2 separate regions of the Zea mays genome follow, and region 2 is linked to region 1. Evidence: chromatin contacts called from public Hi-C data. All regions are on one chromosome and are shown on one strand. Each heading gives the region's core, a stretch centred on a gene start, on an enhancer-like site or on the middle of the called end of the contact. The rest is flanking DNA. Distances are from core to core; before and after follow the strand shown. Region 1 holds the start of LOC100280936 (protein capI). Region 2 has its middle 68 kb from the start of LOC103632982.

Region 1 (6,230 bases), core at 2,111-4,610:
CAAGGTCTAAACGACCTCGGACACGACGAAGGGATTGCCGAAACCAAATCTGTAGGTCTCGAAAAGTTAAAAATTATATGGCTGACAACTGTTTTTTATTTAAATTCATCTGGAATCTTAATTCTACAACTCGTTTTAAAATTAGATGGACATAAAATGGCTAGGACGAAGATACTAACAAATAATGGACACAGATGTCTGCTGACGAATACGCTAAGTCTAAGGTTTGGGTTCGGTCGAGCGTAGGTGCCTTGCATGGGTGGCCACAAAATGTACGTATGTGTTTTCTTGCATGACTTGTAAGTTGTAACGCGTGGTCGATCGTCTGCCTGACTGGTGGAGCCTTTTATGAGATTTTTTTTTTGTTGTTGCCAGTTTTGACTTTTGAGTGAGAAAACTATCAGAACATGTACAACCTAGACATTGCTGCATGGTACTCTAAGTACAAGACACAACTAAAACACAATATAATACAATGGTCATATCTAAAACATGTGTCTTAGCATATTCATTGTACCAATCAGAGCATTCAATAAATTAAAGGGACCAATCAGCTAGTCTTATGTCTCGAACATAGAGCTAAGACACTGTGTCTTCGTCAAAATACATGTCTTGAGTTTTTTTTTACATTCACCCTCATAGACACACTCTAAGATACTCATTGTACATGCCATCACAAGCTCAAGCTCTTCGCTAAGCGTAACCACTGGACACTGCCACACTGGCCAATGGCAACGCCTGCATGCATTCATGCTGCATATATGACTGCGTCGGGCGACGGGCGGTTCGTCGGCTTTGGCTGGGCGTCGCTCTCGGCCACCGACACCCCTGCGGACCGTACAGACACCTAGCCAGCGATGCTCGCTGTTGGGATCGGGATGCGCACGCAGGCGGCCGCCCGCCCCTTGTTGTTCCCATGCGGAAAAGGAGGCGACGACAGTGCAGACTACGTACGTCAATCTTGTACTGTACTATGTCTATACGCGTCGTGGGTCCGGCTGGAGACCTGGCCTTCACATCACTGACAGATAAGGCCCACATTTAATGGTCGGCGTCGGAGTACTAGCGTGCTAGCTACTAGCTAGTACTCCCGCCGGGCGCGCGATTGCTGGCTTCACATTACATCCGATTGGCTCGTTGAGGTCATCACGCTAGCTAGCTCCTTTCTTCCATGCCGCATCGCATGCAAATGGCGATGAGCTATGAATGCCCGTGCCCGTGCGTGCGTGATTCCGGTGAGGAGGTGGGCAGCGAGCCGCTCGCGCCATGCTGCGCACCATCGGTCGATCAGCAGCCCATGCTGGCTGGGTATCCAAGTTGCGAGTGCCCCCTCACCTCACGTGGTGTGGTGCGTGTGGCTTCGCGCGGCGCGGCGCGGCGCCATCACATCTACTACGCCGCTCGCGCTTGCATGCTAGGCGAGGGCGAGGATGCCCGCAGGGAATTTATTTCGTGCGTGCACCCGAGCGGCGCCGACACGACCCGCTTCTCGCTGTACGTCAGGCACACACATATATATATGATCGGTGATCCGGGATTGGTTGACTTCCTGCTGCTGGGCTGATGGCCACGGGGGTGGTCCAGGGATCGGATCGGATCGGATCGTGCCGGGCTGCGAGCAGCGGTTCCCTTGTTCGCGTGGACGTGGACGTGTACATTTTTGCGTTTAGCATTCCTTCCAACCCGTGTACGTACACACGCTGCCGTGCTACTTCCCCTGTTCCGATCCGTACCATACCGGTACGTTACGTACGCGGTGTGGTCTTCAGTCAAACGGGAGAGAGAGCCGGCCGGGCGAAGCAGGCACTACACTGGCTCCGACCCGGCCCGTCCGCACAGCGAACGGAACCGCGCGTCAGACCATACGGCACGCAGGAGCAGGACCAAGAGCCGCGGGACCGTTTGCTGCGCGCAAGTGCCGACGAATCACAGCGCGCGGCGGCTGACTACCGGCCGTGGCTGTTTGGTCGCCGCACACAGGCACCGCCGCCGTGCTGGGCGGATCTCACACATCGTCCTTGCCTCTCCGTCTCCGGCTCCGCGCGCGTCTGCTTTCGTTGTCCTCTCCGGTCTCTCTGCGGACACAACGATTATACATGAAACCTTACCAAGGCAGGCAGGCAGGCAGCGTTCTTCCAGCTAGCCTTGCCAAAGCCAAGCAAGATCGTCACCGTCCTATATATGGCCTTTTCGTCTACGCTCCATCCCTCCATTTCCAAACGGACCGTCGGACCGACGCTTTACCCGTACACAAAAAGAGGCATCAATGCGCCCCTGGCGGGCTGGGCCCATGTAATGTGCCGGCGATGGACCGAGAGCACGTCACATGCTTTATGACAACGATCGATCTTCCAAGCCCCAACCATAAGTCTATGTGGTTTTCATTCAGTGCCACGTGATCTCAATACAGATCAACAACAGAGTCGTTGTAATGTACTTCCTCCGGTTTCCTATTAGTTGTCGTTTAGGACAACGACACGGTCTCCAAAATATAAATTTGACCAATGTTTTTTGTTAAAATACAAATGAACTCTTAATACATTTATACTTTTATAAAAGTACTTTTTATAACAAATTGGCGCATATAAATATTAGGTTCCAAAACTAAATAACAAAATAATTATTTGTAGTCAAAATTTTATAAGTTTGACTCGAACCTTATCCAAAACGAAAACTAATAGGAAATCGGAGGGAATATCTTTTAGCTTGTTTCATAGTTAACTCTATAAGATTCTTCAATTCGATCGGGCATATATCTGCCACCTGTTTTTAGCAAAAACACATGCACTTAATTGTGAACTAAATGAGACAGTATTCTTACGATGAGAGGTCTATATATTTACTCTCTCCGTTTCTTTTTAGTTGTCGCTGGATAGTTCAATTTTGCACTATTCAGCGACAACTAAAACGAGACAGAGGGAGTATCTATCCAGTCCATCACACACATTTGCACAGTGCGGCGCTCAATGCTAAAATAGTAGTAGTAGTGAAGTCTGGCCAATCCATCCATCGGCCAGCCATTGACTCGCCCACAGCACAAAGGTCCGCGCACACGTTTCACACTGCCACAGTGTGGCCTGCCATGGGCGAATGAACTCCGATCCGATGCGATCCTACCGAAAACACTACGTACCTCTTCGTTTACCAAATGACAGCACGCACCAAATTAGGCAGGGAGGTGAGGATCCCAAAATCACAAGCACGCACGCACCGGACGACGAGTGGCCTCCAACCGAAACCAAAAACCACTCGCCCCGCGTGGGCCCTTCTCCTTTTGCTTGCTCCCCTGCTGCGTTTCACTCCCTCTCTTCCCCCGTGGCCCTTTATATCCACACGCTTGCTCTTCTCACTCCCTCCTCAGCTAGCCTGCTTGCTTCGAGCCTAGCTGTCTCCGTCCGTCTAGCTCCAGCTCTCCCTCGAGGCCCGGAACGCGAGGACGACGAAGAGCAGAGCCCCAGGCAGCCACAATGCCGTCGTCGGGGATCACCGCGGTGGACGCGGCCGCCAAGGGGATGAAGCTGGAGCGGTACGCCAGCGGGGGCGCGCTGCTGCTGCGCCGGGCGACCAGCGCCAAGCTCGTGTCCGCGTCGTCGCACCTGCTCTTCCGCGCCACCGTGCTGGCCACGCTCGCGCTCGTCTTCCTCTTCACGCTGCACTACCCGTCCCTCCTCTCGCGCTCCTTCCACCTCTCCGCCGGCGGCGGCGGCGGCGCCGACGACGGCGCGCGCTCCTCCGCCTCGCACCGCAGCCTGCTCATGTCCTCGGCGTCGTACGGGGGCGCCGCGTGGGAGAAGGAGGTGCGGCGGAGCGCCAGGCCGAGCCGGGACGGGGGCATCTCCGTGCTGGTCACCGGCGCCGCGGGCTTCGTGGGCACGCACTGCTCGCTCGCGCTGAGGGCCCGCGGCGACGGCGTCCTGGGCCTCGACAACTTCAACTCCTACTACGACCCGTCGCTGAAGCGCGCGCGCCAGGCGCTGCTGGCCAGCCGCGGCGTCCTGGTGCTCGACGCCGACATCAACGACGCCCCGCTGCTGGAGAGGCTCTTCGACGTGGCGGCGTTCACGCACGTGCTGCACCTGGCCGCGCAGGCCGGGGTGCGGTACGCCATGGAGGCGCCGCAGACGTACGTGGCGTCCAACGTGGCCGGGCTCGTCAGCGTCTTGGAGGTGGCGGCCAAGCACGCCGACCCGCAGCCGGCGGTCGTCTGGGCCTCGTCCTCGTCCGTGTACGGGCTCAACACCGACGCGCCCTTCTCCGAGGACCACCGCACCGACCGCCCGGCGTCGCTGTACGCGGCCACCAAGAAGGCCGGCGAGGCCATCGCGCACGCCTACAACCACATCTACGGGCTCTCCATCACCGGCCTCCGCTTCTTCACCGTGTACGGGCCGTGGGGCCGCCCCGACATGGCCTACTTCTTCTTCGCCCGCAGCATCGTGGCCGGCGAGCCCGTCACGCTGTTCCGCGCCGCCGACGGCTCCGACGCGCGCCGCGACTTCACCTACATCGACGACGTCGTCAAGGGCTGCCTCGGCGCGCTCGACACCGCCGGCAAGAGCACCGGCTCCAGGTCCGGCAGAAAAAGCGGGCCAGCGCCGCTCCGCGTCTACAACCTCGGCAACACCTCCCCCGTGCCCGTCACCCGGATGGTGGCCATCCTCGAGAAGCTGCTGGGCAGGAAGGCCAACAAGCGCGTCGTCACCATGCCCAGCAACGGCGACGTGCCTTTCACCCACGCCAACGTCAGCCACGCCGCGCACGACTTCGGCTACCGCCCTACCACCTCCCTCGAGGCCGGCCTCCGCCACTTCGTCGACTGGTTCGTCAGCTACTATAAGCTCGACGCCAAGATCGCCAAGCCCGCCGCCGCCGACGACGACAAGCCCGCGAAGAAGAAGAAGAAGAACAAAGCCATGTCGGCGTCGTCGTGATCGTACGTTCATCGATCAAGCACACACGGGCACACAGAAACAGAGCACCGCCACCGCCAAGCACAGTCACCAAGTGTGTATTCTCTAGCTAGTTCTCGGAGGCCTTTTTCTTTTCTTTTTGTCTGTAACCATGTATTGTTCAAGCCCTCGCTACATACTTGCTCCTCCTCCTTATGCTGATAGTGCTTAGTAGGAAGGAATAATGATGCAAATAACTGTTGCATTCATATTGGTACGTAGATATATAAAAAAAAGATCAAACAGAGGAGGAGTGAGGACAGATTGAAGAAAGATCAAGTCACTGGCTCCCCCCCTCTAGCTCCCTACCCTACCAGTCAAATTGTTCTCTTGTTCTGTTCTTGTTTCACCATCTCGTGATCTGAAAAACCATGTACGTCAAGATTCTATGCCGGAACGGGTGGACGCCAAAAGCAAAACCGTGCACCGCGGCTACGATACTTTCAGCTCTACTCGTACGCTGCGTTTCTGGATCCGGAACCCTTCCCCCATCCAGAGCCAGTATCCGAACAGACTCGCACGTATTGGGGGGCCCTGCTGCCACATTTCGGTCTGGTTCTTCGACAGCGCGTGTTCGTGTGTGGCTAGCAATGAAATGTTTTATTTGCGTGTCAGTGTGTCGTCGAGTAATGAAGCCTGTTGGCTACGATACTTTCAGCTCTACTCCTTTTAGCATCTTTAATGGGCGCATCGGTACAAGCCTGTCGTTTGCTGGCCGCAGACGCAGAGCCAGTCCAGTCCACTCCAGTCCGCTGCTTCCAGACTTGAGTGGCGAGGTAAGTAGCAGTAGAAGCGTGTCTGTGTCTGCCAGCTGGGATGCTAGTATTTTAGGCGCCAAATGGAATGTCGGCACCGTGTCATGAGACTACTTTTTACATTTGCAGCGCAAAGCTTCAGCAACAGTCCACATGCCTTCTCTTCTGCTTCTTCTTGCATCAAAGTTTCTGAAACGGCAATCGTTTTCCTTCTCCTTTTTTCCCTCTGATGGTGAGCGGAAATCATCATATACATGATAGCGGAGAGTTGATTGTGACACAGGATAAAAAAAAGAAACATGGAGTTGTGCGTTTCTGCAGCAGTAGTGATCTAAAAACATTGGATTCTTTTGGATCCCTTCTAAAGCCAATTAATTCCCCGCTGCCAGCATATCTGTCTGTCCATGCTGGCACCCGTTCTGATTCATCCAACCATGATGCATCCAGGCCGGTTTGTCTTGTCCACTCCTGCCTTGGCACATTCGTCAGATTCCGGTGAAACAGTGTTGTCTACGTAGAGTATGTA
Region 2 (5,834 bases), core at 3,265-5,764, 83 kb before region 1:
ACTTCAATCGTCTTTTGACATGTCTTGATGACTTTCCATTATCCTTAGAACTCGTCACTTTAGCAATCACTGTCTGATTGTCACAGTTCATAAGGATAGCTGGTATTGGTTTCTCAACCACCGGCAAGTCCATCAAGAGTTCACGCAACCATTCTGCCTCAACGGTTGCTGTGTCAAGTGCAGCTAGCTCGGCTTCCATGGTTGACCTCGTCAAAATGGTCTGCTTGCATGACCTCCATGATACCGCACCTCCACCAATAGTAAAGACATAACCACTGGTGGCATAAAGCTCGTCTGCATCAGATATCCAGTTCGAATCACTATATCCTTCAAGTACTGCATGCTGACCAGAATAGTGAATTCCATAACTCATTGTACCTTGCAGGTAGCGCATAACCCGCTCAAGTGCATGCCAATGATCAGTCTCGGGATTTGACATGAACCTACTCAATTTGCTCACAGCAAACGAGATATCGGGCCTTGTTACACCAGCAAGATACATGAGTGAACCGACAATCTGAGAGTATCTCAATTGGTCTAAACCAATTCTCTTGTTCTTTCGCAGTGTCACACTGGGATCATAAGGTGTTGGAGAAGGTTTGCACTCAGAGAAGCCAAATCGCTTCAAAACCTTTTCAACATAGTGAGATTGCGAGAGAGTAATCCCACCATCTGCCTTAATCAGCTTGATGTTTAGAATCACATCAGCTTCTCCCAGATCTTTCATATCAAAACTCTTTGATAGAAAAGACTTGACTTCATTGATCACATCAATGTTTGTGCCAAATATCAATATATCATCAACATATAAGCACAATATAACTCCTTCGCCCCCACCACAGCGATAATATACACACCTGTCTGCCTCATTAATGGCAAAGCCTGCAGACGTTAGAGTAGTGTCAAACTTCTCATGCCACTGCTTTGGTGCTTGCTTCAGACCATACAAAGATTTCAATAACTTGCACACCTTGCTTTCTTGACCCTTTACTACAAATCCATCAGGCTGTTCCATATAGATTTCCTCGTCCAGCTCTCCATTAAGAAAAGCTGTCTTTACATCCATCTAATGAACAAGGAGACCATACGAGGCAGCCAAAGAAAGTAGTACTCGAATAGTGGTCATTCTAGCAACAGGTGAGTAAGTATCAAAGAAGTCTTCTCCTTCTTTCTGAGTATAGCCTTTAGCCACAAGCCTAGCCTTGTACTTTTCAATTGTACCATCAAGCTTGAGCTTCCTTTTAAACACCCACTTACAACCCACAGGTTTGCATCCATAGGGTCGATCAGTGACTTCCCACGTACCATTTGAAAGAATAGAGTCCATCTCATTATGAACTGCTTCTTTCCAATCATCTGCATCTGGAGATGCAAATGCTTCTGCAATGGTAGTAGGAGTATCGTCCACAAGGTACACAATGAAATCATCACCAAAGGATTTTTCAACCCTTTGTCTCTTGCTCCTTTTAGGAGCATTATTGTCATCCTCCTCTAGGACAATTTCATGTGGTTGTTCAAAACTCTCAACGGGTGTATTATGTTCAGGAATTATCTCAGAAGAGTATCTAGAATTGCTATGAATGTCTTTCATTGGAAATATATGCTCAAAGAAGGTAGCATCACGTGATTCCATAATAGTATCAACATACACATCAGGAACTTCAGATTTAACTACTAAAAATCTATATGCTATGCTACACGAAGCATATCCAAGAAAGACACAATCCACTGTCCTTGGACCAAGCTTGCGCTTTTTATTAATTGGTACATTGACTTTCGCCATGCACCCCCAAGTGCGCAAGTATGAAAGTGATGGTTTTCTCCCAACCCACTTCTCATAAGGGGTTTTCTCTTCTTTGCCCATAGGAATTCTATTCAGAACATGACATGAAGTCAGGACTGCCTCCCCCCACCATGCCTTAGATAAACCACAAGTGTCTAACATGGCATTCACCAGGTCAGTCAACGTACGGTTTTTCCTTTCAGCAATCCCGTTTGACTCGGGTGAATAGGGAGGAGTCCTCTCATGAATAATGTCATGTTCTGCACAGAAATCATCAAAGACTTTGGGAAAGAACTCGCCACCACGATCTGATCTAAGACGTTTGATCTTTCTCTCTAGTTGGTTTTCAACCTCAGTCTTATAGATTTTAAAGTAGTATAAAGCCTCATCTTTAGTTTTTAGCAAGTATACATAGCAAAATCTAGACGCATCATCAATCAATGTCATGAAGTATCTCTTACCACCTTTTGTCAACACACCATTCATCTCACAAAGATCAGAATGTATGAGTTCTAGTGGTGCCAGGTGTCTCTCCTCAACAGCCTTATGAGGCTTTCGAGGTTGCTTCGACTACACACAACTATGGCACTTAGAACCTTTGACTATGGTGATATTCGGAATTAAACTCATGGTTGCAAGCCGAGACATAGAGCCAAAATTAATATGACACAAACGAGAATGCCAAATACTCGCAAGATCACCAACATTAGCACAAATATGGTTCACAGACTTATTATTGAAATCTAACAAAGAAAAGCGGAACAAGCCTCCGCAATCATAGCCTTTACCAATAAATTGTCCAGACTTGGACACAACTAATTTATTGGACTCCAAAACTACCTTGAACCCATCTCTACATAGAAGGGTTCCGCTAACGAGATTCTTGTGTATAGAAGGGACATGATGCACGTTCTTCAGCTGCACGATCTTTCCCGAAGTAAACTTCAGATCCACCGTGCCAGTGCCATGAACAGAAGCATGTGACCCATTCCCCATTAGCACGGAAGAATCTTGGGCGCCCTGATAAGAAGAGAACAAGTTAATGCCAGAACACACATGAACATTAGCACCAGTATCAAGCCACCAGCTAGGTGATTGAAATACTGAGAAGATGAAAGGTAAATTATCATACCCTTTGTCTTCCTCATTGCTAGCGACCACTGTGTTGACATTGCCCTTTTTGCCACGGCGATCCACTCGATCGGGACAATCCTTGGCAAAATGACCCGCCTCGCCACATACGAAACATGTCAATTCAGCCTTGTTCTTCTTCTTCTTGAAGTTGGTAGTTTTGTTGGGCTTGTTAGATTTTGGCTTTCCTTTCCCCTTGTTGTGGTTCCTTTGAACCATGTTGGCGCTGGAGTTGCCCTCGCCTCCTTTAGATCCTGTGTCCTTAGCCCGAGCTTTCTCCTCAACATCCAGAGACGCTATCAGATTTTCAACTGATATCTCCTGTCTCTTATGTTTCAGAGCTGTGGCGAAGTTCCTCCATGTAGAAGGCAACTTTGCAATAATGCACCCAGCCACAAATCGGTCAGGAAGGACTATCTTAAGGTGGTCGAGTTCCTTGGCTATACACTGTATTTCATGAGCTTGCTCTACAATAGAGCGATTATCAACCATCTTATAATCATGAAAGCTCTCCATGATATACAGGTCACTGCCAGCATCTGATGCACCATACTTAGTAGTAAGTGCATCCCACAACTCTTTCTCGTCCGTGTATTGCATATTCGCATCAACCAGACGGTCAACAAGGGCGCTAAGAACGGCTCCCGTGAACATAGTATTGGCATGGTCGTACTCTTTCTCCTGTTCAGGAGTCAGTGGACCCTCAGGTCTGCCTTTACTAACATGGAAGACATTCATAGCAGTAAGCCAGAGCGTGGCCTTGACTTGCCATCTCTTAAAGTGCATACCATTAAACTTTTCTGGCTTTAGCGCGTCGGCAAAAGTAGCCATAGAAAAACTAGGAAATTGTCTACAATAAGGTTTTTGGATTGTTGAATAATTAGACAGATTCCAGTTTAAATTCCGAATATAAATCATGACCAAATCAGAAGAACTGAAATAACAAGCCAAATCAGATGATGCGTACAGCAGTCGGTTCCGGAGACCTGCTCTCCTGATCGCAGATGCACCTCTGCGGTCGGGAGGGAACTAAAAGGCGGCTCAGCTATGAAGAGAGGCGAAAGCGAACTGGGATCTGGGATGATATGTAGACAGGCTGCCGGGCTCCTTTTATAGGGCCGAGTCCGCAAGGCGAGGGGCCGGATTTCGGTGGACCATTCACGCGCATGTCGTGCGCCCGCGCCCCGCCCCGCCCCGCCCCGGCCCGGCGAGGCGAGCGAGCGAGCGAGCGCACGTGTGGCTCTCCACACTCTCTCCTCTCATCCATGACTTGGTGAGTGAGTGTGGCTTCCATATTTAAGCTAGCTCTACTCCACTAGAGCTAGCAATATGGTGCTAATGGTTCCACCTATCCTCTAGTCATTCTCTTGTATGGGCTTTTGAGATTTTCTGGGATTTATTTAAATTTCTTAATTGGGCCAAGCCCATAAATCCTAACAGCGACGACCTGGCACGTACTTATGGCGCAAGAACGCGACCAGAATTAAGAGACGGTGATGGGTTTGTTTGGGATGGAACGGAACGATCGCATATGCATTCACGCACAGGAACAGGATCACACTCACAGCTCTGGAGACTGCAGCTTGACGTCTCAACCACCGAGCTGCTGCACCTGCATGCATGGCTCCACCCCCACGCGGCACGGCAATGTAGTAATGTTACCTGACTGCTGACTGGACTGATGAAAGTGAAGCGCAGCTAGCTCTCATTATCCAGCACGGTCCAATCGGCGATCTGTACCCACCGACGGGCGCGAAGCTGCCGTAGATCGGCGGCAACGAAAGGCGGCGGTACGTCCAAGAGAAAATAACAATAATATCCCGGGGAGGGGAGGGGGACGAGGGCGCCACTTGCCTGCGTGATCATTGTGCGTCCGTCTCATTCGTCAATAATCGTCAGATCGATATGCATGTACGGTGTGCTGCTGCATGCCTACGTCCCTGCAGCGAGCGCTACTAGATCCAAGATAATGTTTGCATTTCAACGTCTCGCTTTGGCTCCATTCACTGGTTGGTGCCAAGTTAGTCTCTGTTTAGGTCAGGAACAAAGTTTTTTTAGAACCGCAGTTTTTAAAAATAATATAGTATACTTTAGTCATGACAAAATCATAGTTTACAATAATACAGTTTTAAAAACTGAAGTCCAAACTTAAATTTAGAATACTCTAAAACAGCTACAATATTTACAATAATTCAGTTTTAAAAATAGAGATTTTAGATAACTTGTCAAACATCTCTGTATATATAATATTTTAGTATTTGAGAATACTTCAGTATTCTTCTAAAACTGTAAAAAAAAAAATTTGGCTTTCAAACACTTCCTCAGCGGCTGCAATGCTCGGTGTCGGCGCTCTGTCTTGGGTGTGGCGACTCTGCAGTTTGTTGTATTTTATTTTAAGAAAATCTAGCAGGGCATCCCGATCGGCGGACAACCAGTCCTCCCCTCTCCCTTTCTCCTCAGTGAATCTGTTGCACAAACGCGCGCGCAGCGACGGCGATGGGCGCGGAGGCCATGTCACGCACGACGTGGCAAGTGCGCCGGTGGCGCGGGACAGCAACGACAGCCGCAGGGGCCACGCCGATCGCCGACCTGCGCGAGGACAGGCGAAGGGTCTCTGCGGCTCTGCGCAGAGCCGGCCGACACAGAGTGGCTGGCACGGAGCGCGACAGCGAGGACGAATCAAGAAACCATCCGTTCCTCGGAACGGGCAGGTCGTAGTTTGTTCGTGCTTTGGAGTCGACGCCCTTGCTTAAACCGTTTCTTTCTATTTTCTTTTTTCCCCTCTAGTCAAATAAGCTGCCACGTCAAATTTTTACTTATATGACAAGTTGATTTACTTTCTACAGAAACTACCGAGATACTACATTGTGAGTGCCCACAGGTATTGAGCGTTGGTTTTCAAACCAAACCTACCTAGTAC

What was found. A called contact is a pair of places that touch in the nucleus more often than the background predicts.
Region 2: a Hi-C map of leaf shows a contact between it and region 1, with 2.3 times the contacts expected there. The contact joins the enhancer-like site here to the promoter of LOC100280936 in region 1. A contact is called at or near these places in 2 of 25 Hi-C or Micro-C datasets (bundle sheath and leaf).

The regions. Positions count from the first base shown.
Region 1 is chr7:142,056,690-142,062,919 of Zm-B73-REFERENCE-NAM-5.0, reverse strand. It overlaps LOC100280936 (protein capI), which reads left to right and starts at 3,360. Exons shown (of 1, transcript NM_001153856.2): 1 at 3,360-5,219. The coding sequence starts at 3,468. The coding sequence ends at 4,931.
Region 2 is chr7:142,141,136-142,146,969 of Zm-B73-REFERENCE-NAM-5.0, reverse strand. No RefSeq gene overlaps it. Among protein-coding and RNA genes, the nearest start is that of LOC103632982, 68 kb to the left of the region's middle. Within about 2 kb of position 4,514, at least 16 of the 20 cell types and tissues checked have an H3K27ac peak or open chromatin away from gene starts, as enhancers often do. A contact at or near this core is called in bundle sheath and leaf, where this site is marked.